7 separate regions of the Mus musculus genome follow, and all the other regions are linked to region 1. The links are chromatin contacts, called in public Hi-C, HiChIP or PLAC-seq and promoter capture Hi-C maps. All regions are on one chromosome and are shown on one strand. Each heading gives the region's core, a stretch centred on a gene start, on an enhancer-like site or on the middle of the called end of the contact. The rest is flanking DNA. Distances are from core to core; before and after follow the strand shown.

The links. Promoter capture Hi-C pulls out the DNA fragments that hold promoters and counts their contacts. HiChIP or PLAC-seq counts read pairs in DNA pulled down with a chosen protein or histone mark. A called contact is a pair of places that touch in the nucleus more often than the background predicts.
Region 2: a contact with region 1 is called in a promoter capture Hi-C map of the 3T3-L1 cell line, with 4 times the contacts expected there. The contact joins the enhancer-like site here to the promoter of Tars in region 1. A contact is called at or near these places in 2 of 39 promoter capture datasets (the 3T3-L1 cell line and embryonic stem cells), 1 of 484 Hi-C or Micro-C datasets (the HL-1 cell line) and 1 of 115 datasets of contacts at active chromatin or transcription factors (astrocytes).
Region 3: a CTCF HiChIP or PLAC-seq map of the NIH/3T3 cell line shows a contact between it and region 1, with 5 read pairs. The contact joins the enhancer-like site here to the promoter of Tars in region 1. A contact is called at or near these places in 3 of 39 promoter capture datasets (the 3T3-L1 cell line, 3T3-L1-derived adipocytes and liver), 1 of 15 datasets of contacts at CTCF or cohesin (the NIH/3T3 cell line), 2 of 115 datasets of contacts at active chromatin or transcription factors (embryonic stem cells and large pre-B cells) and 1 of 9 other capture datasets (adipose tissue).
Region 4: a contact with region 1 is called in a promoter capture Hi-C map of hippocampal neurons, with 3 times the contacts expected there. The contact joins the enhancer-like site here to the promoter of Tars in region 1. A contact is called at or near these places in 2 of 39 promoter capture datasets (hippocampal neurons and maxillary cranial neural crest), 2 of 115 datasets of contacts at active chromatin or transcription factors (fibro-adipogenic progenitors and large pre-B cells) and 1 of 9 other capture datasets (adipose tissue).
Region 5: a contact with region 1 is called in a Hi-C map of liver, with 2.0 times the contacts expected there. The contact joins the enhancer-like site here to the promoter of Tars in region 1. A contact is called at or near these places in 3 of 484 Hi-C or Micro-C datasets (liver, nephron progenitors and uterus), 3 of 115 datasets of contacts at active chromatin or transcription factors (craniofacial prominence and embryonic stem cells) and 1 of 9 other capture datasets (embryonic stem cells).
Region 6: a contact with region 1 is called in an H3K4me3 HiChIP or PLAC-seq map of embryonic limb bud, with 2.6 times the contacts expected there. The contact joins the enhancer-like site here to the promoter of Tars in region 1. A contact is called at or near these places in 1 of 39 promoter capture datasets (the 3T3-L1 cell line), 1 of 15 datasets of contacts at CTCF or cohesin (pro-B cells), 2 of 115 datasets of contacts at active chromatin or transcription factors (bone marrow-derived macrophages and embryonic limb bud) and 2 of 9 other capture datasets (adipose tissue and pancreatic islet).
Region 7: an H3K27ac HiChIP or PLAC-seq map of hepatocytes shows a contact between it and region 1, with 3 times the contacts expected there. The contact joins the enhancer-like site here to the promoter of Tars in region 1. A contact is called at or near these places in 8 of 39 promoter capture datasets (cranial neural crest, embryonic stem cells, epiblast stem cells and 3 more), 1 of 15 datasets of contacts at CTCF or cohesin (the NIH/3T3 cell line), 33 of 484 Hi-C or Micro-C datasets (the 3T3-L1 cell line, the AML12 cell line, the C2C12 cell line and 19 more), 18 of 115 datasets of contacts at active chromatin or transcription factors (the NIH/3T3 cell line, the SCID.adh cell line, astrocytes and 12 more) and 4 of 9 other capture datasets (adipose tissue, embryonic stem cells, liver and 1 more).

Annotation. Positions count from the first base shown.
Region 1 is chr15:11,397,217-11,401,284 of GRCm38.p6, forward strand. Tars (threonyl-tRNA synthetase) reads right to left here and starts at 2,442. Exons shown (of 19, transcript NM_033074.3): 1 at 2,270-2,442; 2 at 1-45. The coding sequence starts at 2,323.
Region 2 is chr15:11,833,778-11,837,620 of GRCm38.p6, forward strand. No RefSeq gene overlaps it. Among named protein-coding and RNA genes, the nearest start is that of Npr3, 70 kb to the right of the region's middle. Within about 2 kb of position 2,279, at least 43 of the 459 cell types and tissues checked have an H3K27ac peak or open chromatin away from gene starts, as enhancers often do.
Region 3 is chr15:11,082,816-11,086,777 of GRCm38.p6, forward strand. All of the region lies in intron 2 of Adamts12 (a disintegrin-like and metallopeptidase (reprolysin type) with thrombospondin type 1 motif, 12), which reads left to right. Among named protein-coding and RNA genes, the nearest start is that of Adamts12, 20 kb to the left of the region's middle. Within about 2 kb of position 1,561, at least 80 of the 459 cell types and tissues checked have an H3K27ac peak or open chromatin away from gene starts, as enhancers often do. A contact at or near this core is called in the NIH/3T3 cell line and adipose tissue, where this site is marked.
Region 4 is chr15:11,860,135-11,863,803 of GRCm38.p6, forward strand. The region is part of intron 3 of Npr3 (natriuretic peptide receptor 3); the gene reads right to left. Among named protein-coding and RNA genes, the nearest start is that of Npr3, 44 kb to the right of the region's middle. Within about 2 kb of position 2,292, at least 11 of the 459 cell types and tissues checked have an H3K27ac peak or open chromatin away from gene starts, as enhancers often do. A contact at or near this core is called in hippocampal neurons, where this site is marked.
Region 5 is chr15:11,724,360-11,728,198 of GRCm38.p6, forward strand. Gm34501 (a long non-coding RNA gene) reads right to left here. Exons shown (of 3, transcript XR_383840.4): 2 at 2,291-2,382; 3 at 1,514-1,926. Among named protein-coding and RNA genes, the nearest start is that of Gm34501, 3.3 kb to the right of the region's middle. Within about 2 kb of position 1,617, at least 9 of the 459 cell types and tissues checked have an H3K27ac peak or open chromatin away from gene starts, as enhancers often do. A contact at or near this core is called in liver, where this site is marked.
Region 6 is chr15:11,773,303-11,777,056 of GRCm38.p6, forward strand. No RefSeq gene overlaps it. Among named protein-coding and RNA genes, the nearest start is that of Gm34501, 46 kb to the left of the region's middle. Within about 2 kb of position 1,614, at least 4 of the 459 cell types and tissues checked have an H3K27ac peak or open chromatin away from gene starts, as enhancers often do. A contact at or near this core is called in embryonic limb bud, where this site is marked.
Region 7 is chr15:10,898,873-10,902,453 of GRCm38.p6, forward strand. No RefSeq gene overlaps it. Among named protein-coding and RNA genes, the nearest start is that of C1qtnf3, 52 kb to the right of the region's middle. Within about 2 kb of position 1,294, at least 20 of the 459 cell types and tissues checked have an H3K27ac peak or open chromatin away from gene starts, as enhancers often do. A contact at or near this core is called in the C2C12 cell line, the CH12 cell line, female germline stem cells and 2 more, where this site is marked.

The DNA.
Region 1 (4,068 bases), core at 1,192-3,691:
CTTCTTCTTGCCTCCTTCTTTCCGCTTCTCCTCGCTGGCATCCACCTGAAGAAGCAAAAGAGAACTCTCGCACTTCAGCCTAACTTGACACCTTCTCCAGAACTGCAGCTAAGAAAGCTATCATCTTAAAACAATGAAATAAAATGGACAACCTCATTTTGAAAGATTGGAAACTCCATCACTAGTAAAGTCAAGTTACACAACTTACAATTAAAACAATCTCTAAGAAAGGAAGAAAAGGCCACTTATCAATGCGCACTTCCTCAAATTTCATTTATAACTGTCCCTGTAACTTTCCCTTCAATAAGCTTACCTGGACCTGTATGCAAAGCAATAAAAAAATGTAACATGTTCAATAAGAGTTATTTCGAGGAGGGACAGGGAGCACTATCTCCCTCCCTCCCTCCCTCCCTCCCCACCAGCTCTCTGCAGGGAGACTAAAGCACACATGTGGACTGAGTGATCACTTGTTTATCACTTCAGATCTCCTAGGCTGTTTTCCCTCTTCACACTGAATGTAATTATGTTCTTCACAACAATGCTGTGAAGATTATGTGTGAAAGGAAAAAGGCCTTGCAGCCTGTGGGGCTGAGGACGGCTCTCGATGACAAGCGAAGTCTGGGGTCAGATCTGTACCTCGCCCAGGAAGCTGCCAGAAGTTTAAGGTACCTGATTATTACAGAGGAAATGACATCACACTTCACATTTCAAGTAATTTTACTCACAAAGTCCCACTCTGAAGTGTTACATGCCCACTCAGGGGATGATTATCTTAAGAAGCTTCCAGCCTCAGACGAATCTCAAGAACCCAGTCGGCCTCAGAAGTAACAGGGTGGGTTTAGCAGGATTAAAAGACAGCAGGAGGGGCTGGAGAGATGGCTCAGCAGGTAAGAGCACTGACTGCTCTTCCAAAGGTCCTGAGTTCAAATCCCAGCAACCACATGGTGGCTCACAACCATACGTAATGAGATCTGACTCCCTCTTCTGGAGTGTCTGAAGACAGCTACAGTGCACTTACATATGATAAATAAATAAATCTAAATAAAAAAAATATTTAAAAAAAGACAGCAGGGAAGGAGGCAAAGGGGTAACCAAGTTATAAAACCATAAAACACCTTAAAAACATAAGGAAATAGGAACAAAATCTATCCATGTATACCTGTCATTCATCGCCTTAAATCTGTAGCTTAAAGCGCATACACAAGCATTTTAGTGATTTGCCCTATCAGGATGGAAACTCCTCTTGATGAAGACCCTAGCAACCGTCAGCAATGGTTACCTAGACAATCTGTCATATGGCCTCACCCCTTTCCAATGTTCCTTAAACCCCCATGCCATGTCACTTTTTGACAATACAATACATACATAGCACCTCCCTACAAAACTCCTGCACGTAGAGAATACTGATAGCCTCAATCGCTGCACTTCCCTCCCGTCTCTCCCTGTACAGCCGGGGCACAATTCATCCCCTGAACCTGGACAGCCCTGCCCTGCCTGATTTACCTGACCTCATTTTTCCAAACCCAATAAAACAGTCTGACTGTGCTTCTCTATAACTCAACCAAGCTAATCAGAGAAGTACGATTTTCCAGTCCTGCACATTTGGGGAGCCCCCAAAGTCAGGAATCGATCTTAACTTGTGTAGCCACCTGGACTGCCTGACTAAGTGCCAGGGCAAATAAATACACAGGGGACACAGGCACAGTTGGCTGTAAAAGAGGGGTGGGGCAGAAAACACGCCAGTGTACAAATGCTGTTCCTAACCAGTGGGTGACAGCCCAAAGCAAAGTTTAAAGGGGATGTGTGTGAAGTTATTTAGGTCGCTTCCAGCACCTGGCAGACAGAGGCTTTAATTTCAAAACAGTCTGTCAATGGGGGCATCCAGCCTTATTTAGCACCCAATCTTGGGCAAACTGGATCTGATCGCGGGGACTGGCTTTTCCTTCCTAACTAGAGCTTTTTGCTCCACGCAGTTTAGGATTTTAAAAAGTTCTTCAAATGTTCTTCCCGCTTATTTTAGTGAAAAAATACAAGCGCGGGAGTCTAAGCCCCAAATGCTTACTATCTGAGCAAACCACTCAGTCTCAATTCACAGATCTCTAGGATGAAGATGCCCCCCCACCCCCCAGACCCTGCCAGCAAGAGTTCCTAACTTATTACCCAGGGCCCCCAATACCGACTGCTCCCTGCTACTTTCCACTCCTGCCCCGCCGGGCAGTGCCGGCTCCCAGAACACATCCGCTCTCTGCACCCCACGGCGCCTGCTCACCGGCTTCTCGCCGTCCATCTTCCCCGAAGGGCTGCTAGCCTTCTCCTGCGACATGGAAGGACCACAGAGAGACAAAACCCGTGAGCTGCACCGCAGAGAAGACCCCAAGCCGGCGGTGTAGACCTACAATTCCGCACTGCGCGTGCGCCACGTGGCCACAGGCGGAACCAGCTAACCAGCTGATGCAACGGGACTCCTGGCCCCGCCCTACCTGGACACGAGGCCAATGGGCTACGCGGAGAGGCGGGTCCTCCCTTTCCTTGGCCAATAGAATAGCCGAGAATGACGAACCCTTCAAGAAATCCCATTAGTTCCAGACTGTGTAGTGAGGCGCGCAAGCGCACTCTTCCCCTTCTGACTGTAGCTTGCATGGCCTTAGCGGCCACCGTAGTGAACTTGAGCTGCTTGGACTGAGTTTCCCGGAATTGCTGGATATGGTCTCTGGCGCTCTGGTTTATCTCAGATGCGCTCTACCTGGAACGTTGGCTGATAATCTGAAGCGATGACTCAGCCTTCCTCATGAGAATAGGACCGATTTGCTGTTTGAGGGACAAGCGCCATTGATCAAAGCTTTCTCAGTGTCTCACGGAGTTTTCCCATAGACGGCACAGAGATAAAATTAACTTTTTACTTGAAGGAATAAACTCCACACAAAAGTCATTGATATCACGGGAGCTCGAGATTAGATTTTTACTACTTAAGCAAAATGCTTAGCAGAAAGTTCTAGTTGGCCTGCTTATCCTAATAGCAGCTGCCAGTTTTTGGGTTGTTCTGTGTTTTTTCTTTGCTTCACTGTGCAGCCAGGGATAGCCTCGAACTTGCAATTTAGATCTGGCTAATCTGGGAGCCTTCTGCAATAGCCACCCAAATTAGAGGATTACAGGCGTTTGCAACCATGTCCACCCAATGTCCACACCACCACCAACCTACACACACACACACACACCAGCCGAGTAGAATTGAGACAGGGTCTCACTGTATGTATAGCCCGGCTGTCCTGGAACTCGCTGAGATCCACTTGAATGTGACAAATGCCTCCTGGGTGACTCTTCAAGGAGCAGGTTCCCATTTCCAAGGAACATATTGTCCAGGGAAACAATACATTTCACAACGGCCTCAAAAAACATGAACTATCTTGGAGTAACTCAAACAAGACAAGTGAAAGATTGTACAAGAAAAACTTTAAGACAATGAAGAAAGAAATTGAGAAAATTTCAGAAAACATAAAAATCCCCCCATGTTCATAGATAAATACAGTAAAAATGGCCATTCTACCATTCTACCACAGGCAATCTACAAAGTCAAAGCAATTGCCACCAAACTTCCAACACAATTCTTTACAGAACGTAGAATGTTAAGTTTTAGATACACACACACACACACACACACACACACACACCACAAAATCACGATGGCTAAAACAATCCTGAAAAAAAATGTTGAAGGTATCACTATCACCAACCTTGTTGTGGGTATAAGAGACTCCCAGGAATCAAAGGGAGGGACCTTAGATGAAATGCCCGACAGTAGGGAGAGGGAACTTATAGAGTCCACCTCCAGCAGGAAGACAAGTGAGGGATGGGGTTGCCATCCCATAGTCACATCTCTGACCCATAATTGTTCCTGTCTGAAAGAATAATAGGGATGGAAATGGACAGGAGCCTGAGGAAAAGAAGGTCCAGTGACAGGCCCAAAATAGGATCCAGCTCTAGGAGAGGTCCCAAGGCCTGACACCATTATTGAGGCTATGGAGAGCTCACAAATAATGATTGCACTCTGAAAGACCCAACAAGCAGCTG
Region 2 (3,843 bases), core at 1,029-3,528, 440 kb after region 1:
CTCCTGCTGCCAAGCCTGGCAACTTACGTTCAATACCCAGGCCCCAGATGATGAAAGCAGAGAGCAGATTTCTTCAAGTTGTCCTCTACCCTTCACACATGTGCCATGGCACATCAAAATAAATCAATATTTTTAATAGGTGGAAAGAAGCTGAGGAAGACACATCACATTGATCTCTGGCCTCCACATTAGGTAACACACATGCATGGACACCTCTGTAAGTGTGCACATGAACAAACACACCACATGCACAAACACAGAAGTTCAATGATTTGAAAACCAAGAAACTTTCCATGAAAGAGACAGTTGTCTGAGATAGTTTTATCTCTCCATAGTTTGGGTCTAAGGGTGACTCGCTGATCACTTAGCTATAGTCAGAGTATGAGAGAATTCTCAAGAAGAAAAAGACATTAAGAAAGATAAAACATAAATTTTGTATGACCCTTGAAAGAGCCAGCTCTGAGAGACATGCATGTAAGCTCCAACACACATGCTTCTCTGGCATGTCTGGCTCTCAGTTCCCAGTTGCATGACCCAGGTAAGTTGCTGTGTCACTCTGTGTCACAGAGGTAACCAGAGTTCCTCTTTAAGACAGACATGAGGACTGTGTGGTGTGCAGAGAGCACATGGTAGAAAAGTTGAACCCAATCTGTGCCTAGTGTTCCCAGCTGAAGAACAAAGCTACACACTGCAAAGGAGACCTCCCGCTCTAAGGCTGTACACCAACAAGACTCCTGTTTCCTATCTATGAGCTACTCTTGACCCTGGGAGCCTAAGAACGTGAGGAACAGTTGGTAACATTTACCTCATGAAGATATGAGCTTTGAGCACAGTGCTTCTAAACCTTACAATGTCTTCGTTGCTTTCTTGTTTGTACAAAAAGGGAAACTGAGGCTCTGAAAGATGCTATGGTTTAGGGGAGCACAATCTATCAAACAGAAGCACGAGAGTTAGAACTTTGAAGACCTTCTTGAGGGACTAGCTTTAGAAATGAGGAATATTACTGGGTAAGTGTGTGTGTGTGTGTGTGTGTGTGTGTGTGTGTGTGTGTGTGTGTGTGTGTTGCATGCATGTGTGTATGCATGTGTGTGCTAGCACCCATGTACACAGAAGTAAAAACCAGAGAAAGACTATAGAATGTCTTGGTTTTGTATCATTTTCTATCCTGGTGTCACGGTTCTCTCAGTGAACTAGAAGCTAAGCCGGCTTTCTAGAGAGTTCCGAGGAGTGACCGGTCTCTGTGCCCCAGTGTTACAGGTAAAGGCATCACATCATGCCTGTTTTTCTGTTTGTTTGGTTTTACAAAAGTGCTAGGGATTCCAATTCACTTCCGCCCTCATGCTTGAATCGGAAGCACTATTACCCCCTGAGCCGTCCTCCCAGCTCCGCGGGGTGAATATTAGCATTACAGAAACCATATTGGACTTTCTTTAAGTCATAATTCCCCAGACGTAAGAAATGTTTTGTTTTGAAACCTGTGCTCGACAGAGACGCTTGAGGAAAAGAAGTGGCATCAGAAAATTCTCTAACAACCAGAAGCTTGGACGCATGCACGGCGCTGAGAGGGAATTGAGACGGGAGAGGAGCCACACAGCCTGCATACTTGCCTAATTATCTGTGTACTCAGAGTTTGCAAGGCCTAAAGCCCTAATACAAATAAGTGAGGAAAAGTATCAGAACACTAGTGGTGCAGGGGGGTCAGCAAATTGGAGAACTGGCTCCACCCATAGACATCCTTTCTTTTCTAAGCAAACAAACAAATCAAAACAAATCCACGGACCACTGATTCATAGCCCCTCACTAGAGATTATGGTGGACAAGAAAGCTTACAGAAGAAACTGGATTTGGACTTCAGATAAAGGTTTGACTAGTATGAAGTAAAGAGTCACTGGGCAGGAAGATCAGTGGGAAATAAAATCTAAATAAGCAGTCAGGCTTGGTGGTCCGGGCCTGGGTAGCAGTATTGGGGAGGGGAGGGGAGGGGAGGGGAGGGGAGGGGAGGGGAGGGGAGGGGAGGGGAGAGGATAAGGAGTCTGGAGTTCAAGGTCATCCTTGGCTCTGTAGCAAGTGTAGGGCTAGCCAAACTGCATAAGACCATTTCAAAAAAAAAAAAAAAAAAAAGTCTGACAAGAAAGAGATGATTTCTGGGCAAGAAAGGAATCAGTTGATGTCATCAAGTTCAGCACAATTTTCCTGAACCAGACAAATAGTGACTAAGCCAGTGCCACAAGCCTCAAAGAATCAGAGTGACAGATTGTGGAATCTGACCTGTGGAGAGTGAGAGTCAAGAGGCTCAGGGTATCAAATGCACCAAGTATTTCAGGAATGCAGGATGCAGCATTTGTGTGAGGAAGGAGAGGGGGAAAAGAATGCTCAGAGACAGAGTGAAGAAATAGTCTCTTCCCTGCTTCCTTGGGATCAGGAGATCAGGTCTCATGTAGTGATGGTGAAATGAAGAGCTGGGATCTGACTGGACATGGATGGTAACAGAAAGAGAAGTCACTCACAGAGAGCAGAAAATGACGGTGGCTTATTACTAAATGGATGGGTGACGCCACCACCGAGAGCCGGGTGCCTGACTTGAGACTGTAGCTCTGGCCTCTTGATCACTTTGAAACCCAAAGCAGGTTACTTCAACGCCTCAGTTTATGTATCTCTGAGGCGAGGAGGAAAACCAACCTTGTCACAGAGCTGAAGAAATTGAAGGAGGGAACACAGATGCTGAGCCCAACCCTGGGCTGCGGGTGGCCCTCAATAGACACTTAGCATCCTCCAACAGAGAAGGCATGCACTCCAAATGCTTTGCACTTCCCTTCTGAGTGAAATGCGGAGGATAGTCTAAGGTGTGCACACTTAAGACATGAGGCGGCAAGCTTTGCTTCAATATGCTCTCTCTTGCTCGACGTTTGCCTGAAGCATGAAATACCTTTAAGACCACCCAGGATATTTCTGCTTTGAGGGATGTCTTTCCTGAACAACTGCTATTTCTCAAGCCTTCCCCAGGCTAACCTCTGCCCCACCAGAGAATGCCTGGCTCTGACCACTCTGCTTCATGGCAGAAGAGTTGCACAGCCTGGAAGGCAGCCCTGTTCTGGGTCTCTTCTGGAAGAATGGTTATCACTACCCTGGCCTTGAGGCTGCTGGATCTGGAAAGAGGAAGGCTCTCTGGAGACCTGGAATCCCACAACCTCCCCTGTAGTGTGCTCTCTCTCAGCCTGCATGCTGATTCATGCCTCTCTGTCCCTTTGAATGTAATATGTGGGGGGGGGGGGGGAAGGAAACTCTTTGGTCTATACCGACAAACCTACCACTTGGTAACACTGTCCTTTTTTCTTCATTAAATTTTTTAATGTTTTAATTGAAATAGAATTACATCATTCCCCCTCCCTTTCCCCCCTCTCAGAAACTCATCAAACCCCTTCCATGCTCCCCAATTCAAGCTGATAACTTAACTTCATTTGATTATTATTGTCACATGTATATATGTATATAGGTATATTATATATGTGTGTATGTGTATGTATGTATGTATGTATGTATGTATACATATAGACTGTTGGGTCCACTTTCACAGGATGTGTGCATGTAGTTTCCAGGCTGACCACTCTGCATAGGACAGCTACTTAGTGGTCTCATCCTCTTAGTGAGGCATGGTGGGAGAACTCGATAGCATTCCTGTTGTTATTACCTAAATGTGAAGTGTCACCAACAGGATCAGGCTTGGGAGTTTGATTGTCAGATGGTGGGCTTTTGGAGATAGAATGGTCCCTTGGTGAAATCCGGATCTGGTGATGCTACTGGGAGTTGGTTAAATGTAGATGGGGTCTAAGCAGATAAAGTAAA
Region 3 (3,962 bases), core at 311-2,810, 320 kb before region 1:
CTATGTGTATCAAACCATTGCCCTGGCTCTGAAAACCCTGATATTTTGTTTCATTTCACTTCACTGACTCCTTTACCTTGTCATGTTCACATGTATCTAAATATGTTCCATGATACAGTAGTAATACAGTAATATGAATACATTCAGTAATTTATGGTTGAATGGATGAGCCTTTATATGGCAGACCTTCAGAGGTGTAGTTTCAACATCAGATTACATTTCCTTGTCTTCCTAAACTGTGGCTCGGTGCACTACCACAGTGCAGCTGGTCCCTTTGCTACATCCAGTAGCCATGGTAACGCCAGGCTGTTGCTGCTGCTCTGTGGCCCTTTTCAGCTCATGGCTTTAAGTGCACAGTGCATTTATTCCACTGTGATTGATGATGATGGCGATGACTCAAGAAGGGGATAGTTATCAATCACCTTTACAGTTCTGAGACCAGTCCAGCCATTGCCTTCAAAGAACTGCAGAGTCCCAACTCTAAGCGTCAGGAAGAAGTTTAAAGAGGTTTTCATAGGGGTAGAAGGAAAACACAGTACCACATGTACCTACCGCGTACTCATCTTGCCTGCGGTCAGAGGCCATTGGTCTTGCTAAGATTATATGACCCAGTACAGGGGAATGCCAGGGCCAGGAAGTGGGAGTGGGTGGGTTGGGGAGCAGGGCAGGGGGAGGGTAGAGGGGATTTTCGGGATAGCATTTGAAATGTAAATGAAGAAAATATCTAATTAAAAAAACTCATTTATTAATAGATGAACCTTTTAAATTGGCCTCTACCTCCTTCACTCCAGTGATTTCTTGTAGTTTTCAACCATGAATTGTTGCTGTCACACTCTCTGAGCTCAGCTTTGTGGTTCTGAGATGATAATCACCTGAACACAGAACAATCCATCATCGGCATGCTTTCCAAAGCCTGAATCATTTATTTTCACATAATAGTGGAAGGAGGAAGAAGTGGAGGAAGAGGAGGAGGAGGAGGAGATGTGCGTATGTGTATTGTGTAGTATGTGTATGTGCAGTGTGTGTATGTGTAATGTATGTGTATGGTGTGTGTATTGCGTGTGTATGTAGTGTGTGTAGTATGTGTGTTTGTGTAGTGTGGATTATGTGTAGTGTTATGTATGTATAGTGTGTGCATGTGTATGTATAAAGCATGTGTGTAGTATGTGTGTCTGTGTAGTGTGTATTATGTGTAGTGTGTATATATGTGTTGTGTGTATGTATGTGTAGTGTATGTGTGTATGTAGTGTGTGTTTGTGTAGTATGTATTATGTGTAGTTTGTATGCATGCATGTATAGTGTGTATGTATGAGTAGTGTGTGTGTGTATGTGTGTGTATTAAATCATATAGACTGTTTCCAATGTGCTGAAAAAGAAAACACTCACTAGTTCCCCTCTCCAATAACTCACTTTATTCAAGATAAAGAGTGAATCTATTTTCTGAAATGTTGGGCTCTTTATTTTTGATCCTAAGTAAGTAACGACTTGGAGCAGCTATATAAAGGCTCGTATTGTTTAAGTTTATAGAAAAAAATCACTGTGGATCGTCCAAGCAGCTGAGGAAGTGACACATCCCTGCTGAAATTCATACTCAGGAATCACTTAGGAAGGCAGCCTTTGTTCCCGTCTGCCAGGTCGCTGCTGCTAAAGAGTGTCGTTTCTGTCATGGAAACAAATGAAATGTGTGCTTTGAAAAGAAATTTAGCTCTCCTTTCCATATGATCCAGGAGGCCATGGAGCTGTGGAATAGTCTAGCAGGTTCTAAGGAACAAGCTTTCAATTAGTGAGGCCAATGCTGCTACATTTTGAACACTTTAAACTTGTTAGATCCTAACTTCCCCCAAGGCAAGCATTAAGCATTCTCTTGCTGTGTTAATGCTGAGTGAGGATTCGTGGCATTTAAATACTGGGGTCCTGTGTTGGATAGTGTAGCTAGAGGAGTGATGTTTGAGACTATGAACACCCTCAAAGGCAGTCCAGTTCGGGCCAGTTGTAAAACCCCCACTGGCTCCTTTACCACACACAGAAAGAATGTGGTAATATTTCTGAGTTCTTGTTCTGGAACTCCAGATGAGGACAGATGAAGCTGAGGAGTGTGGGAAACTCACCCCTCCAGGCTTCTTGCTTGGCTCCTGAACACAAATGTGGGGGTTCATATTTTAATCTCGTCTGATACCTGAACACAAATGTGGGGGGGGGTTCATATTTTTAAAAACTCATCTGAGTAGTGGTTGCCTGAGTGTCAGAGGTCATTATATCTTCCCAGGGGAAGGGGAACAAATGGCTCTGTTTATCCCCTGCCTCTGCTTCTGGCTGAGGAATGTCCCCTGACTTCTGACCTTTGGGGTTGTCTGTTCAAGCCCATGCTTACTCAGACATGAGACATTAGACTGAGCGTCTGGCTGGTGGAAATTCCTAGCTTCACTGTGGGTGCTTTGTGGGGCAGGCTCCTAAACACAGTGAGCCCCACCTCTCTTTCTTGTTTGTTACTTTTTCATTCATCCTTTCACCTTGTAGGTTCCTACCATGATGGACTGGCAGTGGGAGGGAGAGACCCACAATACCAGGAAATGGAGAGGGGGCATTGTTTTCTCCTCTGCCTGGGTCCTGGCATCTGCAGGAAGAATTGAGAAAGAGCCTTTGTTAATATGGGACATAGGAGGCCAGATACCCTATTATGGGGCTAACAACCTTGTTTAAATGTTTATACAGATTTATCATACAGCCGGACATGACTCCCTTCTCGTGGACGCCTCTGCTCCAGAGTCTATCATAGCTGTTTTCTTCCCAGAAACTGAAGACTGGGAGCCCAGAGTGTCCTCTAAATATTCTTGCCTTATTATCTCCATTCTTTTTGCCACCATGTGAATCATGGGTTCCGGGAGCTTAAATCTTAGGAAAAGCTAGTTCCTTCTCCTCTGACTGACATTTATTAGTCGGGATTTGGGAAAATGGACAAGCAAGAGGATTGAGCTTTAAGTTCTATGTAATTTATACTAAAAAGTTGTAGTTACTTGTGGGAGGTCATCTTTTAGTGGCCACAGGAGTAGTTATTTTTGATCAGACAACCTATATGAAATAAGTCCCATGGATTTGGAAGTCAGGAACAGAGCTCAGGACTTAGCTAGATTTTATACTAATGCCGTTACCCCATACAAAAGCCTCTGTGGCGTTTGTTACTTTAGGTGAACCAGGTCCTTGTGGCCCATGGATTAGACAGATGGGCATCTCATGGGAGCTTGTGAGAAATGCACATTCTATGGTTGTATCTACCTTCTGACTCAGACTTACACTTTAACAAGATCCCAGGTGATTTCTATAAGGATGCAAGAATCACTGACCCACTGACCCACTGACCCAGAGGTACCAATGCTATTTTATTTTACCTTTCTGTTCATTGCATCTTATTGGCGAATTATATTTCTGAAAGTTTGGCGATCCTTATGCACTGTAGTGGATTCATGGGTTAGTTCATTGACAATTCAATACTGAGTGGACTTTTAGGAAGTAGGACCTAGCTACACAAAGCAGGTTACTCTCTAGAAGTGTGCTTCAAAGGATGTATGTGGTATCCTCTCTCTCTCTCTGTTGACTGGTTATCACTACCCACGAAACCTCTACCATCTTATGCTTCTACCATGCTATTGCACTTTGCCTAGGACCCAAGGCAGTGGGGGAGGCTGACCATGAGCTGAAACCATTAGCTAAATCGATGGGTCCTTCCTCCAAATGGATTGTCTCAGGTATTTTCTCAGGGTGAGGGAAAGCAAAGCCTTCGGCCCATGAATGAATCTTTGAGGTATATTTAGAATCTAAGTCACACCAGAAGAATCTTAGTGATTCAGTGTGATCTAAAGAGTCAGGGGACTGGGGAGCTGTTCTAGTTGGTAAAGTACTTGGTATAGACGCATGATGACTGGAGTTTGCATCCCTAGCATCCATGTAAAGAATAGGGATGGGGT
Region 4 (3,669 bases), core at 1,042-3,541, 460 kb after region 1:
AGAAAGACTATGAAATCCCTTGGGTAGGTCCTTCTTCCACATGTATACCATTACAACATAAACTGGAGTGAAATGATCAAATACCATCTTGAAACACTGGGTAATTTGCAAATGGTACAAACGGCACAAAAATATTCATACCTTGTTTCAAGAGATGGAGTTAATGACAGAAAGCCAAGGTTACATGAAGAATTGAACATTCCTCAATGAATCTGGGAGGTGCTTGTGTGAGAAACGGCCTGCCCAGTTCTTCTAAAGGGGAACCCACAGGAAGAACACCCCCACTGATGTTCTGTATGGCCCAACTCAAGGGCCTATTCACAGATGGCGTCTCCCCATTCAAGATACATGAATAACATCATCTCTTTCATGGGCACACCCACATAGGGCAGCTCAACACCTAGTTTCATTTGTCCTTATCCTACCCCCTCCTTGAGTCTTGTTTTGCATCATAGGACCAAATATTTCAGACTTGCCAAAGTCCAGAACCTGGGCTGCTCCAGCTTTGCCTTTTGCAGCTGTGTGCCTCCATGGTTCTGGGCCTTCAGTTCCTCATCTTAAAAGTTAAAGAAATAACAGTGCCTTCCTTCTGGGGTTGCTATCAGGTTAATGAATGTAAAAGTCTTCACACAGCTCCTGCCACCATCACCCCGTTAGCTTGGATTGCTGTGATTTTCTAGAGATGAGAAGTCTTAAACCCAAGGATTCTGCTTAGCTTCTAATTCCAATAAGCAATCGCTTTTATTGACCCATTTTATTCTTGATGGAAAGTAGGGCTCCTCATTCACACCCTGGTGCCCCAGACAGATCTCTTATAGCACCATGATCCTCATACCACCTAGTAGAAAGCACTGTCCAAATTTGTTTATCCCACCGACCCTCAGGGCACATAGGACAGGTTCAAGGTCACAGAGATCTTGTAGTTGGCAACTAGCTGGATCTATAGTCCACTCCTAACTGGGACTCCTCACTCAACCCCTCAAATCTCCAGATTCCTCATTTGTGAAATACAAGGCTTAATTTAGCACTGGATCGCCTCACAGAGATTTTCTGGGGATTAAAATGAAACACTCACGGAAGTCCCTGAGACCATGAATGCCTTGGGTTCTTGCTCTTAGCTGCCAAGCTTAAGTCTCAGAGACACTGTTTTCTTAGGCAGAGAATGCTATAGAAATAACATCTACCAGTCAAAGATAATTTTCGGGTGCCTTGAATATGCTAATTTAATTTTCCAAAGGAATACAAATTTTTCACTTAGACCATGAAGTCATCATGATTTGAGAAAGCATGCATGCTGATGAATTTTAACAAGTAGAGCTTAGCTGTTAAATTTAACATAGCCATGCTTCCCCTATGGGTCTATCTTCTCTTCTATAACTTTAAAGAAATCACCTTGCTACAGGGGAATGGCATGGGATCCTGGTTGGAACATGTTAGGGAGGTGGGGCCTCTAAGAGAGCACTAGACTTCCCACATCTTCCTGAAGAGCTATCTGCTGCTAACTGTTGGCTTCCAGAGAAGGAGTCATGTTCTTCAATGGCATAGCCACTGTGGAGTTGCCCATCCTCCAGGAAATGATGCCCCACCCATGTTCATGCAAGCAACACCTGCATGAGAAGTACCATCGTTTTGCTCAGTCTTCCTGAGTTTTGTTCTTGCCTGTAACACTCTGTAAATCCCTACTCTTGGGCCCCCTACTGCATCTCTGCTTAAAATATGACATGAGTTCTAGGGCCTCACCCTGTTTACTGTGTCTGCCTCCTCCTTTCCCTCCTCATTCTCATCCTCTTCTTCTCCCTCCTCCTTTTCTTCTCTTCTTCCTCCTCTTCTTCTTCCTCCTCCTCCTTCTGTCCTCCTCTCTAAATCCTCATCCAGAGATGCCATACTGATGTGGGCCATTGATGGGCCTGGTCATACACCCTAGTACCATGCCCTAACTGTCTCTTTCCAATTCCTTCCTTCTTGAGGCATTCTCTATAGGAAGAACATAGGCATCCTCTATAGGAAGAACAATCAACGGCTAAGAAAGATGAACTTGAATTGGTTTTGTCCTAACAAGTTTGACGCCGAACAAGGCAGGCTCTGGGCGTAAACTCTGGTCTGAAATCTCCTTCTGTCTTGATTTCCAAGTAGATTGCAACAGTTACCTCCTTAAAGAGTGGAGTGTCTCCCTCTCTTGCCACAATTAGCAGAAGAGATGCTGACCCCAGTGAAGCTGGCGCCCTGGCCCTCTGCGGAGGAGGTTTCATCGCACCTACCTCATAAGCCCTCAAGTCAGAAACAAACCCCCAGACACTGTCTTTTCTCACAGAGAACATTCTCACTCTCACACATGGTTTTTAGTGGGAGGGAAACCCGTTAGCACATTACAGGCGCCGAAAATTGCAAGTGCAAATTAAGGAGAAAAACAATGAGAGAGGGGGAGAAGACGATATTAAGCTGTATTAAGAATACCTTCCTTTGGACTTCCCAGCTAGAAGGAGCCAGATTACTTGGTGTGCCTCCCTGTCTCTGGACAAAACAACCCTTGAACCTCAAGGTCCTGGCTATGACAGACCATACTGTTGTTACCAAGCACAGGAAATGGGATGCCCTTAACTAGGCATTAACTTCTTTTGAGTGTTCATCATCTGTTTTAGTTACCTAAGTACCCTGACAAGAGGAGCGGAGGGACAGAAAGGCTTGTCTTGCCTCACAGGTCAAGGGAGCAGTCCTCAGAGAGGTTAAATCCTGGTAGCAGCAGCTTGAGCCGGCGACTCCCACTGCACTGCAGTGCTCAGGAGGCAGAGAGCAGTGAATGCTTGTGTAAGCTAGCTTCTTCCTTTGGACGCAACCCAGGATCCTAGTTCAGGGAAGCTGCCTTTCGTGTGGCCTCTCCTGCTTCAATTAGACAATGCCTCACAGGCATGTCCACAGATTTATGTAATCTAAATAACTCCTTGGGTGTGCCCAGGAGATTGTCTCCTCTGAGATGCCAGATCCTTGAAAGTTGACAATCAAAACCCTCCACCGTAACATCCTTCTAGCCAGAAAATCCCCGCTTAGCATCATTTGCTGAGCTCTTAAATTCCTAAGTGCAGCCACTCCCGGGCCAGATAATGAAGCTGTTGCATTAAGAAAACATGGCTGTTTGCGATCTCCATCGGACAGTATCACTGACCCATGCAGACAGGCTGTACACGTGGAGTCACGATGTGACCTCTTGTCTGCCAGCGCTGCTAGCCATTCTCTCTCATGGAAAAAGCCAAATAAAAGTAATCATATTTTTTCCTTTTTCAAATGAGCATAGATGACAGATGGCACTCTTGCATGCCCCGCTCTGTTACAGTGCACAGTATCTTCCCCCATTGCTCCCCGGGGAGGCAAATTCCTGTTTAGATGAACTGCTCAATGCTCAAAGTAGAGCGTGCTGCCCACTTCAAATGCCATGAATCGTGAGAGGAACCTGTAAAAAGGGGGTGCCTGGACACCAGAAAAGCCCTCAAAGCTCTCAGGTGGGGGATGCTGGGAGAACGCTCCCAAAGGGGAGTGCCAAGCTGGACCATCCTGGGGTTTTGCCTGTGGCATTCACATGAAGCCAAGCCTGTCACACGGTGGTTCTATCTTCCTTACCACAAACCGTTGGTTCCCGATACAAATGAGGAAAGCTGTGGGTGTTAATTTCTCAAG
Region 5 (3,839 bases), core at 367-2,866, 330 kb after region 1:
CCTGCAGTGAAAGTATGAAAGTGTTAGGAATTCCTGGCAGTTGATGTTTTGGGGGAGATATCCAAGAGCTTGTCTTCAGCCTCAAGCTTCACTGTGACACAGTGTGGCCCCTGGAGACATAAGGACAGGTGGGGGAAGCTCTTGCAGCCGTCATCCCACGAGCTAGTGGAACAGATACACAAGAAAGCACACATTTGCTTGCCTGCTTGCTTGCTTGCTTGCTTGCTTGCTTGCTTGTTTTCCATTGTAATGGTGCCTCTCATTGGGCTGTGCAGAGAGTGCCGTGCATAGAAGAGAGGGAGGACTGCCTAAGCACAGGGAAGGTGGGGATTCTGAAACACTCTACAGAGGAACACTCTACCTGAGCAGAATTCTAATGGATGATGGGAAGAAATTCAAAGGTTTTTTTTTTTCTTTTTAAAGCCAACAATTTTCAGAACTTTCTTCAAATTGGGAGTTTCACTTGAAGATGAATAATTGTGCTCCAATTATCCTATCCAAATGAGCATCTGACCTCCTCCCCAAATTCTGGGCAGCTCCAACTCCACTTAACTTAATCCCATATGCTATTTTCATAATGAGGAATGGCAAGACAAGTGTCTCACCGGTAACTCTTTGCAGTGGGGCCAGCTTTGACTAGCCTGCCTTGGCCAGTTCTTCTGGTGTCATGGTAAAGTCAGTGGGCATTTTCCTTCAGGACTCAAGGCTCTAAAACTCAGTAGTAACTGAGTCTCTCCTGCCACTGACTGTGAGGTGTGCCATGCAGGCTGTTGGTTCACAAGAAATTCACTCACTACAAAAATTCTGAGACTTACCAAATCCCAGAACCTTCACAGCTCCTTCTACCCCTTCCCCAAGCAGAAGTGACGGGACGTGGAGCCAGGAGTTGGGAGCAATTAAAAGCAGCCAGTCATTCTACTTGCCCAGTTCCTATTTAAAGGAAAACATAATTTCAGTTAATTTACTTCTTAGTGTAAAGTCTGGCAACTACAAGTCCTGCCACAGACACCGTCATGGGGTCCATTATGAAAAGGAATAGCTTGGGGTAATTAAAGTTTAGGGTCTGAGAGGGTGGACGAAAACCTCCACGAGAGTGACCCGGCAGCTACCTCATTTGGCAATCCCTGAAAGTGGCTACTTGCAAAATATTAGGACGACAACAGGAAAGATGGGGTCCACCTCCCAAGTCAGAATTCGTTTAGAGATAGTCAGAAGTGAGTCACATGTTCATTTGAAACGGAAAATATGGATTGTGACCCTGAGTGAGAGTACATTGTGACTCTTTTTTTTTTGAAAAAGTTCACACCTTTCACACCTCACAACAGGCCTTGCCCCTAATGCTGACTAACAAACACCATTATCTCTAGTAGAAAGAGTTTTCCTGGTGGACTGGACAGGATGGGGAAAAAACATGGCCCTGCCTCCCACACTGCTTCTCCTGACATCCTCCCTCCCTTTCCTATCACTACAATGTGTATCCAAGAGAGTATGATGATGGAGAAGATGCTGGAAGAACCTTGCTAGCTTGCTGCATACTTGCCATACACAAACACACTTGCTTATTTGGCCTGACTGAATAAACAGACTCCGGCACACAGGGAAACCATTTTGCTCCCTGAGTCAATACGATAGAGCCTTGCAGTCTAGGGTAAGATGGAGTTGGCTGTTCATCTAAAGGCCCTTCCTTCCTGCTGTTTGACCTGTCAACTGGTCTCCTTGCAGCCTGCTTATCTTCAGTCTGTAGCGCGCATTCTCAGGCTAAGACAGAGCTGCTTCTGCCTTCCTCGGCACCTTCTTCTGTTTCCATTGTCTCTTATCAGCTGTGATACGGTCTCAGGTTGTGATTCTAGACATCGGTGAGCTTGGATATTCCCTCTGCACCAAGTCCAGAGGCTGTTCAAACAGCCACTGGGCAAAGACAAATATCTGTCAAATGAAACATTAATGACTAAAATCAATACTTCCTTAGCCATCGGAGTGCTGTGTTGACTGATCTCACGTCACAGACACAACTACTATGGGAAAAGGTGATCCTATTTCATGTGCCTGGTTTATTTTTTCACTTGCCTGGTCACCTACACTTCTAGACTACACCTTTAACTCTTCCCACCCCCAAGTCCTCTACTTCTCCAGTTTTCCCATCATGCTCAGCGAAGACTGAGAACTCATAGGAATAAGCGTCATTCGTTTTCTACCAATAGACATATCATTTCCCCACAATCAGTTCCCCCATTCTTCATGTCTACAGTTATGCTGAGTTTAATCCAGCCTCTAGATCGCTATCTCTCACCTTCTCAGACTCCTGGCTTCTGCTGGTCTCTGCTCTCTAACAAGAAGCAATCTAGGATGCAACTCTAACTTTCCAGGGCCTCAGAACCACTTCTGAAAAACAAAAAGCAAAAAAACTGGACTAGAGAGATGGCTCAGTGGTTAAGAGCACCGACTGCTCTTCCAGAGGTCCTGAGTTCAGTTCCCAGCAACCACATGGTGGCTGTAATGGGATCCAATGCACACTTCTGGTGTGTGTCTGAAGACAGCTGCAGTGTACTCATATAAATAAAATGATTAATATATTTTTAAAAACCACATCTGTCCCTATAGATTCTTCCATAGCATCTGTCTGGGACCTGATTCCTCTCTAATCCTTCCCACCTTGCACATAAGTTACTCTATTAGATACCATACAAACAAAACCACAATTGTGAATGTGGTTCCTGCTTTTGCCAAGTGCCTGCTCACTCACTAACAGACACAAAAAGTCTTCTGCAATATGGCCTATCAGGAAGTGTTAGTGAAAATGAGGAAAGGCAAGCTCTGTTGGGTCTCCCTTTGGTTTTCTGGCTTATTTTGGTGTTTTAAAGGTTCATTTCATTTGTTTTATTCTCTCTCTCCCTCTCTCTCTCCCTCTCTCTCTCTCCCTCTCTCTCCCTCTCTCTCCCTCTCTCTCCCTCTCTCTCTCTCTCTCTCTCTCTGTGTGTGTGTGTGTGTGTGTGTGTGTGTGTGTGTGTGTGTGTGCATGTGTATGACAAATCCATGTGGGTGCCTTCAGAGGCCAAGAGGTGCGGGAAGATCCCTGTAGCAGAAGTTACAGAAGACTGTAAACACCGATGTGGGTGCTGAGAATTGATTTCTGCTCCTTTGCAAGAGCAGCAAATACAATTAGCCTTGAGCCAACATCTCTCTGGCCATCAGTCTCCATTTAGTAATCACAATTGAAAGCATATTAACTAAATTCATGAATGCTTTAATATAAGTGAATGGGGGGGGGTGGAGTAGAAGATTATTAAAAGGTTAATACTGTTACACCTGAAAGATACTGAAGGATCCTACTGAAGTAAAAGGTTCACTTCTCCTGGTCCTAAGCACATTTTCGCTTGTTTTTGCTTGTCTAGAAGACTGCAAGCTTTGTGGAGGCAAATTGTTTGCTCCGCTCATAATGGCAAATCTGCTGCCCAGTAGAGTCCAGAATTACAGGCTTTTTATCGTGGAAAAAAAAAAGTTTCTTCTAAATATATTCTAAAATGGAAGTGACAGTATCACCTACCCTTTATAGAAATATTCAGAAACAAACCTATGCATGGATAATACATAATCTTCCTAGATTTATTTTTACTGGAATTGTAAAATATAGAATCCCACTAATTTTTCACTGTCAATTCAAAGAATCATGCCACAGGAATACCACAGCAAAGAAAGAGCATTATGCTGGAGGAGTAGGGATATAGGGACAAACTGAGGGAAGTGAGGGGAGGAGAATAAATATAATCAAATATATTGTGTTCTGTTTATTTTTGAAATTATATTTTAATTAGAACATTTCTCCCCTCTCTTTCCTCTCC
Region 6 (3,754 bases), core at 364-2,863, 380 kb after region 1:
AGAGAGGGAAAACTTAAATGCAACAGCTACATAGGTAGGAAATAGCTAGGAACTGTGGCTTATTTGGACTGATGAGTTGAGTAAGTTGTCTCTAAGATTATGGCCAAATACTGTGTGAGTAGAAGGCACATGAAATACTGTGTGAGTTGCAGGCACATGTTTGAGGAGAAGGCGAGCATCCCAGGCACAATGAACAGTAAATGCAAGATCGTCTGAGGAAGTACAAGCTTGGTTCACACTAAGAACAGAAAATATCCAAAAGGTGAAGAAACTTGTCAAGAGCAAGAAAAAGTGAAGTCATATAAGCACACAGAAGCCAAAGGTCATGTGCACTATCAAACAGGGCAACTAGATTGTATCTTATCCTAAGGTGGACTGGAAAATATTCCAAGGTCCTTCGCCTTATGATAAATGTTTTCCTCTTCTCATCTTTTATTATTATCTGCTTTCTTGCAGTAGAGTTTGTGTTGGGATCTTTTTGCCCCTTTCTTACAACACAGGATATATTCCCCATCCCCTGGAAGATAGAGTAGGTAATTTGACTCCATATTCAAAAGATTTGAATAGATTGACCTGCACAGAAGTCTTTGTCAAGACAAGACCCTAAACTCTCTCTTCTTCCTTTATGGCAGCCAAGGTTGCATACCCGAATGTTCCTCAGCTGGAAAAATGCTGAAGCCTTCTTCAGACTTGGCTCTTAAGTACAAAGCAGGCTCAAGAAACAAAATGATGTGCCTCAGTCACTGAGATATTGGGCTTGTTAACGGAGCACACCCTTTTGACTCTGATTAATATACCTCCAAAATGTTCTCTGGTGAAAAATAAGCTCTAAACCGACTCACTGCCAATCCCTAGAAATCAATTTTATAGACCCCGATGATTACTCCTACGATATAAATCCAATCAATATTCTTTCAGATCTTTGGTTTCTCTAAACATTTTTTTAATTCTCATTTCTCTTCCCAGACTCAGTCCCTAGCAGATATGAATCATTGTCAGCCCTTGCTAATAAATCAAAAAACCTAACATAACGTTCATGTGTTCTTATTCAGAAAGAGAAATACAACTCATTGTTTTCATTTTAAAGGTGGAGAGATGTCTTGCTCACAAGGAGCTGTCTTACAGTCTGGGAGAAGGATTTCACAAAGGAGACTAAGGCATGGAGATGCCAACACTACTTCTATACTCAAAACAATACCTAACACCCAAGGGAAGAACCGAACTCTTTTATCCTTTCTACTTCCCTTCTCAAATCCATAGACAAGGATACACATGTAATTTTTGCTAACACCCTTTAAGTTCATTACATTCATCCTATTTGTTTACAAATCCCCATCAATAAAGAAATCTTCTCCATCTACATTCTAATGGGATGCTTTGGCCAGGAGTAGATTGTCAATGGGACTTCTACACAAGACAAATAAGCTTAGGGGAAAAAAAAACTTAATTTCTTTCAAATGTTCTTCTTGGATCATGCTATTTCTTCCAGGCACAGCATTCTTTAAGCCATTTCCAATTCCTCTGATCAAACAGGCTCACTAATACCTGGGGCTTGGGCTCCTCCAAAAGATCTGCTTTACTAACCATCTGTTAAAGCTCCTCGGACATTTCTACTTAGTGAGACTCACGTGTCATCTGGAATGCATTTGCACCCTCTGAACCGTGTCTGAGACGTCTTATTGGATCAGCTTACCTCAATCACACATGATATTTTCAAACGTATTTTCTTTTCTACTTTTTTTTTGGAGAAATCAAAGTCTCACATTGTATCAGAACTATTTAAAAAGTTATGTATCTATAAAACAGACATAAAACGAGAGCCTTATTTTGAATTTAGCATCCTAAGCCTGAAGGATGCTGAAGGGATGTTAAGTAACCAAGAAAAACATCCATCACTAAAATGTTCAGGTAGAAATTTTTTTTCTGTTTTTTATTAGATATTTTCTTCATTTACATTTCAAATGCTATCCCCAAAGCTACCTATACCCTCTTCCCCTGCTGTTCACCTAACTAAGAACCACTCACAAATATCAAGATTATGAGCAGCTTCTGGTGTTCCCATTAACTGTGTGTTTATAGGAAAATGTATCCACATCATTTACTTTCATTGGAAAAAATATATTGTAATGGTCTTTGTCTATGATTGTCCTAAGAAAGGAGCCATGATTGGCTACCATGGTCTCTATTTAAATCAGTTAGCTCTTCTGTATGCCACTGCCAAAAAGTAGGAACACTGACTCCTCATTTATCACGTAAAAAACAATATATGTCCATGTACAACACAAGTATTTTGCACATTTACTATCGTTCCTAATATTGAATTGTACTGAGAGTATGAGTTCGTAGAATAAACACAATAGATAAATCTTTCAAAATCCTGTGTTCCTTCTTGAGGAATGAAGGGAATGTGGTGAATGCTTTCATGGATCACCCAGACTGTGTACCTTCATATCTTAGTATAAAGAACGCTCATGGGAGATGCATCATTTAATTCTCAGAACTCTGTGAAGCAGATTTTGGTTTTCCCATTTAGCAAATCTCAAGCTTACAATAACACAGTGACCTCCATAGGTAAGAGACACTTACCTAAAGCAGGAAGTTCACCACTAGAGCCTGAATCCAGATTCTAAGATTTTTCTCTTTGTATTTACCACTTCCCAAAGCCTGGGTGAACAAAGATGGCCACAAGTAACTTCAGAAAAAATATTCTCTTAAAATATTAAAGGAAGGAAATGCAGAGTAGAGATGTTTCTAACCATTCATCTATATAAATTCTTAACACTGTAAATGTCATGGTAGTCAGAAAACTTTTTACTGACAACTCTCATCAACAGCTACAAGCATATTTTATGTGCAATATTTGGTGTGTGTGTGTGTGTGTGTGTATTTGTGTCATATCTGTGTGTACATAAACAATAAATGCATGGGTGCCCTATAGTACACATACAGTAACTACAAACCTACCCTACTTCTAGTAGCATCAGAAATAGTAAAATACTAGACACCAAAACAATTGCACACCAGTTCAGTGCACCTACTGCTCTTCCAGAGGATCCAGGTTTGATTCCCAACATTTGCATACTGGTTCACAATCATATATACCTCTAGTCCTAGGGCATCTAATACCCTCTTCAGGCCTCCGCAGGCACTGCACATGTGATGCATAGATACTCATGCAGACAAAGTCACCTATTACACATTAAAAAATAAAAATAAAAATGAAGAGGAATCCTTAAATATAAAAAGTAAAATAGAAGAGTAAAACACTTAGGAATAAATTGATTGTGAGATAGGTATACTGAAACTAAAGAAATACTAGGGGAAAAATAATCTGGTGTTGGTGTTTATGGATTGGAAGAGTTTGAGCTGTCAAAAAGGCAATATTCCCAAAACAACCTACAGAACCACTCCTCTTTCTTCAACACAGCTGTTTTTGCAAAAATAGGAGTAAAATCACTCAGAATTATAAGATGGCACTAAAAACCAAAGCAATAGGAAATAAGGTGAACAAAGTTGAAGTATTCAAACTTGCCAACTTTAAAACTTATTGTAAGGATATAGTAAACAGAAAGAGTGTAATATGATTGACACAAACTTAAACATATAGATGAACAGAAGAAAATTTAGCATCAAAACACAAACAAATAGACTGATTTTCAGCTGTCATGCCAAAATCTACTCAGCTTGGGGAAGAACAGTTTCTTCTTGGGATGGTACTGAGTCAGCTAGCTGTCTACATGGCAAGAATAATGAA
Region 7 (3,581 bases), core at 44-2,543, 500 kb before region 1:
ACTTCTCTGTCCTTATGTAGCCAAGAATGACTCAGACACTCTGTTTCTCATGCCTCTACCTTTGTAGTGTCGAGATGACTGGTGTGTGCTGCCTCATTAATTTTCTGTGATTTCTCTGTGTAGTTCAGTAATTATCATGGTCTCCTGAAAAACAAAAGTTAACAAGCAAAATTAAACTTTACTAAATCAGTAAATTAAAAAAGAAAAGCCTGTTGGTATAGATTTCTGCTCTAAATGGGGAATGGAGTCGAAATCCAAAAGGCTTTTGTAAAATGTCTTCTGGCAAGTTAGAGGTCATGAACGAGGAGACTGCCTGGGTTTACAGTCATAAGACCACTTGGCCACAGTAAGGAGACACAAGCTAACAACAGCCATGTAATGTGACCCAAAGGAGCAGACACACCAGCACAGGCTGCAGTGATGGATGTCTAGAGGCCAAAGTGGCAGGATGGATAGCCTGCTCTGCTCAGTGGGTCAAGCACACACACTCCCAGCACTTGCCAAGGTACCACCAAAAGGAACATAGCAAACGACTCCAGCTTAACATGAGAGATAAGAACCAGGAACAAATGGGAAGACTTGTGTTTTCTTGTCTGGATTGGGCCATGTGTCAGATAGGTAACGCAGGCTCTGTCTAAGGCAGACTGGCCAGAGGGGGGCTTTGATCCCAAGACTGGTCTTTAGGGTCTGATTATGAGGTTGAAACTTGAAATTGAGAGGCCCAGAGATGAGTCACCTGTGAGCTGTGTAAATGGCAGGATGTTTATTATTAAATCTATACCAATGGGCTTTAGTTTTTTTTTTTTCATTTATTGATTTAGTAAGGTTTAACTTTGCTTGTAAATTTGTGCTTGTTAGGAGACCGTGATAATTACTAAACTACACAAAGAAATCACAGAAAATTAATGAGGCCCAGCACACACCAGTCATCTCTACAATCCAAAGGTAGAGGCAGGAGAAGCAGGGGGTCAGAGTCATTCTTGGCTGCATAAGGACAGAGAAGTTAGCCTGACACATGATACCATGTCTCAAAAAAACAAAAACAAAAAACATTCAAGATAAGAGAAAGTAAGCCGATGATGTAAGCTGGACCGAGGCCTCTGCTCTGGATCCCAGACCCAGCCTTCCTGACTTGTGTGATGCTTATCTGAGTTCCTTGAGACATCTCAAAAGAGCAAGTCAGAGCCTGTTTCTATAATTTGCAATGGCAAAGAAAGAGCCATGTCTAGCACACTGCCCAGAATGTTGTAACCACCATGATGTTTACTCTGGAGGAGAAAAGACACAGACAGCATGAGAGCCGCACGCAAATATCTGAAGGACTGGCTATGAAGCAGCCGGTTCGGACTTGTCCGAGAGCCTCCAAGTGACAGAGAGAAAAGTGCTCTGTGTCCATTGGGTCTCCCCAAAGGTAGGGAGGACTAACTTGGGAAAGCCTGGATTCTGGATCACATCTATGTGTACACTGCACACAATTGTGCAGGCTTAGGGGTAGGACTGTGGGGGTGAAGAGCCAACCTGTCACCATCTTAGGTGTAAAAGCCTCATTATTTACTATCGGACAGGCTAGGCTCACTCCTGTTTATGGTTAAACCTCTGTTTTTTTGAAGGACTGGACCACGCCTCACATTTGAGCTTAACTACAAATGGTTATGTACTGTCTGTTCTAAAATGGCAATCATGTCTTTGCTTCACAAAAATTAATAGCCATTTCGCAATTGTACCTTTGTTGCAGAAGGGTCATTATGACTGCCTGTTGTTATGACCACCTTGCAGTCATCCTATGTTTCAGGAGGTAATTATGCATAACTACACTCATGCTCTGTTCCTATAGCCCTCTCCCTTTTTGCCTGTTAAATCCTTCATTTGAGGACTCCCTACCCCTAAACTATAAAAACCTTGTGTTTCTCACATCCAATGTTGACCTCTCAAACCCTACCTTAGGGGGTGGCAGTCTGTGTACACCAATACAAAGCTTGCTTTAAGTAATTGCTTGCTCTAATTAACTTGGCCATGATGATTTAGATTGGTGGTGTTTCTCCTTGCATCTATGAGATTACTAGGAGAGCAGTCTAATCATTAACTGCTAAAGTTTTCACTCCTGGAAAATCCACCATGTTCATCCCTCAAAGGCAGTTTTTTCCTTGGACAGGCATCCCTGGTACACACTTTAAAAAGTTCCTTTATTTTATACTGCAGTTTGAGCAGAAAGTTGTCCAATAATTTCAACCATAACTTGTCTTTGTCCTCAACACCGAGTGTGAACTCAGGGCCTTGTATAAGACTATGCAAGTGTTCTAACACAGAATGCAGCCTTGGCTAGTCTGTCATTCTTTATTACAGTAAACTCAAAAAGTTAATTCTTTTGCTTCTGGAAACCCAGCCAAATGGTACTGTGACTTTTGGAGCAGAGTAACAGTGCCACCTGTTGGGCAACGACTCTCAAGCTGATTTATTGATTTATTAATTTTTTCCAGATCTTGCCTTTTTCAGAAGGCAAAGGACATCCTATGAATTCCTATGGCATTCTCTAGCAATCTTAAAGAATTGATTATCTTACCACAGCTTGATGCAGTTCGAAGGGCTGTCCCTAAAAGGATAAAAAGCTTAAAAAACCAACCAGGCTGCCCCAACAATATTTATGTTTATAACAGCCACCCATCAGAAGTTCAGTCTTTGTGAGCATTTGGGGAAGACTGGCTTCTGAACGAAAGCATCATAGTTTCACAAACTGTCCAATGTCATCTAAACTATCTTAAAGCCACACAAAATACAAACCAAAGACAAAGAATACCAAATAACACCAGGTTGCTTTAACTCATTTGCCATCCAAAACGAAAGGATCAGCATAGCCTTTGATTAGTCAAAGATGTTTTCACTCATCCAGCAAAGAAGACAGTGCACAGACAGACACCAGCCACCTCTGCAACATCTCTTAGAAACTTCATGGACCATCTGATGTCTTGTTTTTCCGTTTATGCATGGGAACAGCAACTGAGTGTAAAACTGATTTGCTCAGGAGGGAATTGGGCTGTATCAGTGCAGTCAACCATAACTTGCCCCAGAGCAGCAAATCAAACACTCTCAGGTGCTGGGAGAGCTGGCTGTGTAGTGTGTCTGTGCCTGGGGCTCACTGTAGTGTCTCAAGAGCCTAACTGGACCTGATTCACAGTAGACTTCAATAGATATTTATCTAGTGCAGGAGTAGGGTCAAGGGCAGTGTGGCCCAGACAGGCACCAAAGGCTCTCAGACTACAGAGGGTAAACTTCTAAGAGCTGTGCTAATCCTTTGGGCTCTTCTAAGGAGCTTTAAGGGGTCTTGATGTATTTTTCTTCTTATTTTGTTTTAAGAATGTATTTTAACTGGTGATTGAAAGTGCCAGGTGTTTTTTTTTTCCTCTTTCATTTGTTTGCATATTTGGTTTTGAGGACATCAGAGTAAGGCCTGCTCTGCTCTGGTTAATGAGTACCCCAAGTTCACAGAGCAGTCAAAATAAGACAAATAATTATAAGTCCTTCGGTATACTTCTTTAGAAATATTTTTCTTTTGTTTTATTTATTTATTTTTTTTTGGGAGAGGA